Linked DNA regions of Mus musculus: region 1 is linked to region 2. Evidence: chromatin contacts called from public promoter capture Hi-C data. All regions are on one chromosome and are shown on one strand. Each heading gives the region's core, a stretch centred on a gene start, on an enhancer-like site or on the middle of the called end of the contact. The rest is flanking DNA. Distances are from core to core; before and after follow the strand shown.

What was found. Promoter capture Hi-C pulls out the DNA fragments that hold promoters and counts their contacts.
Region 1: a promoter capture Hi-C map of pre-B cells shows a contact between it and region 2, with 4 times the contacts expected there. The contact joins the promoter of Slc22a18 here to the promoter of Sigirr in region 2. A contact is called at or near these places in 2 of 39 promoter capture datasets (liver and pre-B cells).

The regions. Positions count from the first base shown.
Region 1 is chr7:143,472,144-143,475,115 of GRCm38.p6, reverse strand. Slc22a18 (solute carrier family 22 (organic cation transporter), member 18) reads right to left here and starts at 1,327. Exons shown (of 11, transcript NM_008767.3): 1 at 1,279-1,327.
Region 2 is chr7:141,099,265-141,102,267 of GRCm38.p6, reverse strand. Sigirr (single immunoglobulin and toll-interleukin 1 receptor (TIR) domain) reads left to right here and starts at 1,722. Exons shown (of 10, transcript NM_001355055.1): 1 at 1,722-1,789. Ano9 (anoctamin 9) reads left to right here. Exons shown (of 24, transcript NM_178381.3): 22 at 1-10; 23 at 137-249; 24 at 341-1,049. The coding sequence ends at 368.

The DNA of each region.
Region 1 (2,972 bases), core at 78-2,577, 2.4 Mb before region 2:
GTCCCACCCCACAATAGCTTGGGTCCTCCCACTTCACCAGGGCTAGTTCTCCCGCCCCGGAGCTCGCTCCACCCACCCTGGGATCTGGGCTAGCCCGCAACACAGTCTCTGAGCATTCATTGGCCAATCAAGACACGCCTCCTGAGGCTCCCCCCCCCCCCCCACGGGGCTTGCGAGGTTCCCAGTGTTAAGCCTCAGCCCTGCCCTGGACTCTGGTTCCAAGGAAGTTGGAATTCTGACCACTCAAGCACCACAGGGTGTTCATTTAGGGTTGGAGAGTGAAGACTAGGAGAAGAAGGAGGAGGAAGAGGAGGGGGTATGGCTCTGGGATCCAGAAGAAGGGAAAGCAGAAGCCAGGAGAGGCACAGTGATACTACACTTGTGTGGGCAGTTCTTGTGCTCCAAATCTCTCTCCACTGACCAAAAGGCTTCTGGAAGCTATAGAAATGCCCCTCCCCCTGTCTGTCCTGTTCTCACATTTCTGGAGGGTCAACACTCTGGCCCTGACCAGTACTATCCATATTCATTCATCTTCAGACAGATTGATCACTGCTAGGAAACCAGACGCTCTTTTACACGCCCACCCCACCTCTCTACCTTGCAGCCGAGTAGGGTCAAGTCACAGGCCACAACATGAAAATCAGATCTCCTTTGCTGCATGCACACCCCAGCTCAGCAGATCAGAAAAGGGAGGAACTGGGACAGGGTGCCCAGGGATGCCCAGTGAGAACATGTCTCAAACTGGGCAGTTAGAGGCATGGCTATTGGCATTCTAACCAATGGATCAGGCCCAAGGCTCTGTCTGTCCCCAGGTATGTGCCGTATGCTTGGGGTAGATTCCACCTTGAAAATTGGGATGGGAGATGTGTTGCAGGTGTGGATGTTAAGTGTTCTCAGTTCCTCTGCCAAGAGGTTGTAGGAACCCATCCCAGCTCCCGGAGGGTTGGAGGAGACCCAGTTAGCCAGGGCTTCCATGAGGGATGAGAGGGAGGCTGATTATGGAAAGGAGAGGACTCTGAGGCCAGGAATCTCAGGACTCCTGGGGTCCAGAGTCCAGGCCCTTCTGAAGTCCATGGGGGTAGAAGTGAGGGATAGTTCCTGTCAGGTCAGCTCCCTGATGGGGTTAATTCTTACCTAGTGTGCAGGTGACATCTTTATTGGTGTCAGGGTTTTGGGGGCAGAGCTTGGGGGTTGAGTAAGACTGCCTCAGGATAGTTTGGGGAAGGCCAAAGGTCCTCCAGCGTTCATAATAAACAGCAATGGGAGCAGGCTACTTACCCACAAGCAGAGCTTGCAGTTGTGGGGGAACCGGCAGGCCAGGCCGAATGATTCTAGCTTTTGTGCTTGTTCTGAACAGGCTCCAGAGGGGTGGGGCACTTCCTGGTTGTGAGGGAGTGTGGTAAAATTGCCCTTCTGGCTAGAGAGGAACAGGGAACCCTAGAACCTGGGATCACCTCCTGAAGAGGAAGTAGCTTTCTCTAGGGATCAATATCACTCACATGAGGCCACTGTTCTGCCAAGGGGACCAACCCAGGCTGCTGTAGGAAGGGCTGATTCTTATCTGGAGCCAGGTTGGGAGGCAGCTTCCCAGTGGGGTCCTAAGGAGAAGCACAATGTATCAGGTGTAGGAAGGGTAAGTCAGGCAGTAAGAACAGTGTGGCAGGGCATAGGGGTGAGCTCAGGCAACTGAGAACACCTGATAGGGCTTAGACTTAGGGGGTCCTGCGGGGTTAGGGGCAAAAATAGAGGGGTGTGAGCATGGCCACAGGTGCAGAGAAAGTGACTACTGTGTGCTGGTGTTCAGGATAGCCCGGAGCTTCCCCAAGAAGAGAGATGCTGCCTATATGATTTCCTGGGCCTAATGATGTGTCTATGAAGCAGGAACCTCCTTCATCCATAACCATTGAGTACCTACTGTGTGCAGGTGACCTATTTAGTGGATATCATTTGTTTATTTTTGCCAATTTCATACATGTATACAATGTATCTTGTTTGTATGCACACTTAACTTTCTCTTCCCATTTCCCCTCTAATAACCTCCAATATACCCCTTTCTTCTTTCATTCTCTCTGTCTCTGTCTCTCTCTATTTCTCCTCTCTCTTTCACTTTAGAGTTCCGTGAGTGCCACTTGTTAGACTGTTGACTGATGCTATTGCCTTGATCTTGTTGAGGTAGCTATGGCTACAGTGAATTCCTTCCCATCCTCTGGCTCTTACAGTCTTTCTGTCCCCTGAACCTTGGAGGTCAGGTTGATGCAGATGCCCCATTTAGGGCTGAGCTGTCCACAGTCACTCATTCAGCACTGAGTTATGAATTTCTTCCTCAACTGTTGCTCACTGCAGAGAAGCTTCCCTGGCTAAGACTAAGAACAGCACTAGCCTTTGTCTACAAACGAACATTTAGAAGGGAGTTTGATGACATTCACTTAGCAAGACAACAGGAGTAGATTCCCTAGAGCCTATGACCGCCCCCCCCCCCCACGCCATATTTTGACTGAGTTCACAGTACCAGGGATGAATTTCCTGCTGTAGAGCAGGACTTGGTCCAAACCAAGAGTGATTGGTTACCCCCAGACCATTTGCACTGAATCTGCACATCTTGCTTGGTGGGTTGGTGTTGTAGCATGCAGGGTTGGCTGCTGGGTAAGACCACGGATGGCTTTTCTCTCCCTGTGGCCTGCTAAGCACCATCCAGCACTGTGAAAGCCAGCCAGCAGGCTTTCAGGCTAGTTCCGGCTGGTTTCTCTGATGTCCTGGAATCAAAATGCATTGAGCAATGGGTCTATGCCCTTTGTGTGTGTATATCCATGTATGTTGGTGCCTGTAAAGGTCTGAGGTCAATAGCAGGTATTATTGATTCCTCAGCAGCTGTCCAGTCTCACTGGGACCACAGGGATTGTCAGTCTCCACCCACCTCCACAGCACTTAAATATCAAACTGCTACTGGAAAATCACTCTCCTGATTGAATTGT
Region 2 (3,003 bases), core at 473-2,972:
CCTCTTTGAGGTGGGTAAATTGTGAGTGAGCCTGAGGAGAGGGCTTATTCCTCTTATTCCTCTTTCCTAGCCCCCAAATCCTAAAGATTCTTCCTAGCCACTGACCTTGCTGGGCCACGCTCCCTATTGCCTGCAGCATTTTGCCCTGTGCATCAAACTCATTGCTGCGTGGTTTGTGCCTGATGTGCCCCAGAAAGTGAAGAATGAGGTTCTGCAGGAGAAGTATGACAGAATTCGCCATAGAATGCGGTAGGGATGTAGAGGCTCACCTGGCTGGAGCAGGTCTCTGCCTGGGGACAGGCCTGGCCTCCGACCCATACCAACCCTATCCTTCCTGCAGCTTCAGTTCCAGGAGCACGGATGTATAGACGACCTGGGGCAGGTGGAGAAATGCCACTTTCCAGGAGCCTGGACTAGGAATAAGTCCCCACCTCTACAGCTTGCCCCTATCCATAACAATGTGTATGTATGTGTTGAGGGAGGCTGTAAAATGGCCCATGTATATGTAGGATCCTGGATGGTCTACATATATGTTAATACATGAAGATCAAAGGAGGGCCTAGACTATATGTAGGTGTATATGGGCATCCTACGAAGCCCATGTGTATATGTTAACCACGGGAGACTTGTATATGTAGGGATCATTGAAATCCATGTATATTTAGGGTATTTATGAACGGCACAGATGTGCCTGTGGGGTTTGCTTCAACTTTCCTACGGTTCAGATTGGTACAGACCTGACTTGAGACTCTTGAATGACCCTAGTACCTATAGAACTGCAGGTTGCTCATAAAACCCCCATGCAGTAAAATTAGCCTAAATGCCATGGACCTCCTGGCTTCTGGGCCTCAGATCCTGCTCTGTGGCCTCCTGCTTTGTGGGAAGCCATGGACCTCCTGGCTTCTGGGCCTCAGATCCTGCTCTGTGGCCTCCTGCTTTGTGGGAAGCCTAGAGAGTAACTTCTGGATCCCCTCCCTCCCAGTTAACCTGGATCCGTACAGCGGCAAAACTTTTTACAAGCAAAATAAACCTGTGTGTATTGATTTCTGAGCCTCATGATGTAGATCCAGTTTCTAGAGATTATTTCTTCCCTGGGCTAGATTGAGATGGGATGAATTATGGCAGCCTGGGGCCACCTGGCTCTTCTTTGGTTTGCCTCATTGTCTTTGGTTTTTGTTTGGTTGGTTGGTTGGTTTTTCAAGACAGGGTTTCTCTCTATAGCCCTGGCTGTCCTGGAATTCACTTTGTAGACCAGGCTGGCCTCGAACTCAGAAATCCGCCTGCCTCTGCCTCCCGAGTGCTGGGATTAAAGGCATGCGTCACCACCGCCCGGCTTTGCCTCTTTGTCTAAGCGCGGGGCACCTTATGGAAGAAGGTTCTTCCAAATATCTGGGGTTTTGAGTGGCAAGAGAAGACACGGGGTCAGTTATGAGTGGGATGTGAATCAAGAAAGACTTTCTGGAGGAAAAGGAAGAGTTTGGGCTGGAGAGGCAAAACACCATGACAGTCAGCAGGGTGGCCCTTTGCGGGTTGCGCTGGTTGGGCTCCTTTGGTCAAACCAAACCCTGCCCCTAAGCCGGGAAGTTTGAAGATCCCGGGACGGAACTTCCTACACTCACCAGCACTAGCCTCAGGCTTAAAGCGGGACACTAGGTCCGCCCTAGCCCTGCCTGCGGGGCGGGGCTGCACCTGCCGCTGGGTCTGTCGCCGCTGCGCACCTCGGACAGGTAAACTGTCAGCTTCCGCGCGAGTCTCAGGTGGGTGGCAGTCGTGACTCAGACACGCGGAGGTGAGTAGAGGTCCTGGTTCCTGGAGCCGCTCCAGTTTTAGGGTTGAGGACCTGGGAGCACTTTGCTCCGAGGAGCCTTGGGGCCATGGTCCCGCAGGAAGTAGCTCTGAACCAGACGGGTTTCCCGCTCAGCCCGGAAGCTCGAGAGCACTGCGTCCAGTCCCCTTCTCTGGCCTTGCTCTTTTCATTCTGCCCAACATGGTCAATAGCTTCCTCTTGATTTAAGTGCAAGCCTGTAGAGGCGGGCGAGGGGTCGTAATACCTCGCCTTCGCTCCCAACAAACGTATCTCAAACCTAAGCAAGTCTAGGACACCTGAGCAGAGTGAGAGGCTGGCAGGGACCCGGGCTCGCGGGGACCCTAGCAGAGCCTTCGCCTCCTGTGAGCGCCAGCGTTCGGTGCGCGCCCAGACTAGCTGTCGGCGCGCTTCCGCTCTCCGTGCGCGTCCCCATCTTCTGCACGCGTGCCTGATAGGTCGGCTTGCCTCACCTGTTGAGTTCCGGGAAACAGGTCGTGCGCCACCCGCAGAAGACCAAGGGCAAGAAGTAGGAGCTGGATGAACTCGGGGAATTGGTCTCCTCGAGGCCTTTTATGCACACTCCTTTCTTTAAAGAAAGATATGTGGGGATCCAACACACACCAGAAACAGGGGCGGCGCAAGAGTAGCGCTGAGCAGCACCCAGGTGTCGAGATGCTGAGCAGCAAAAAACCGGATCCACAAGTGGGGAGCGGGCCTGGGGCTTCGAGCTCCGAAGCTCCAGAACACTCACTCATCTGATAGCACAGGATGCCCCTATAGCTCAAGGACTGTGCCTCCAGGACCTGGGCCTTCCAGGAACCTCAAAATACGGAGGCAATGCTGAGTGATCCGAGGGTCTAGGCTGGGATTTAAATTCTGAGGCCCTGGAGTGCCTTCAAAAGACTGCAGAGGCAAATATCTGAGGCCATCTGAGTTTTTATGCAAGAGTGGCCTGAGGCTGGGGTATGGGATAGAACAGTGGTTCTCAACCTTCCTTTAATACAGTTCTTGTTGTGGTGACTCCCAACCATAAAGTTATTTTTGTTGCTACTTCATAACTAATTTTGCTACTGTTATGAAGCTGCAACTCTTTAATCTTTAATACAATTCCCCATGTTGTGGTGACCCCCAACCATAAGGTTATTTTTTTTTCTTTTTTTTGGGGGGGGGGTTCGAGACAGGATTTCTCTGTGTAT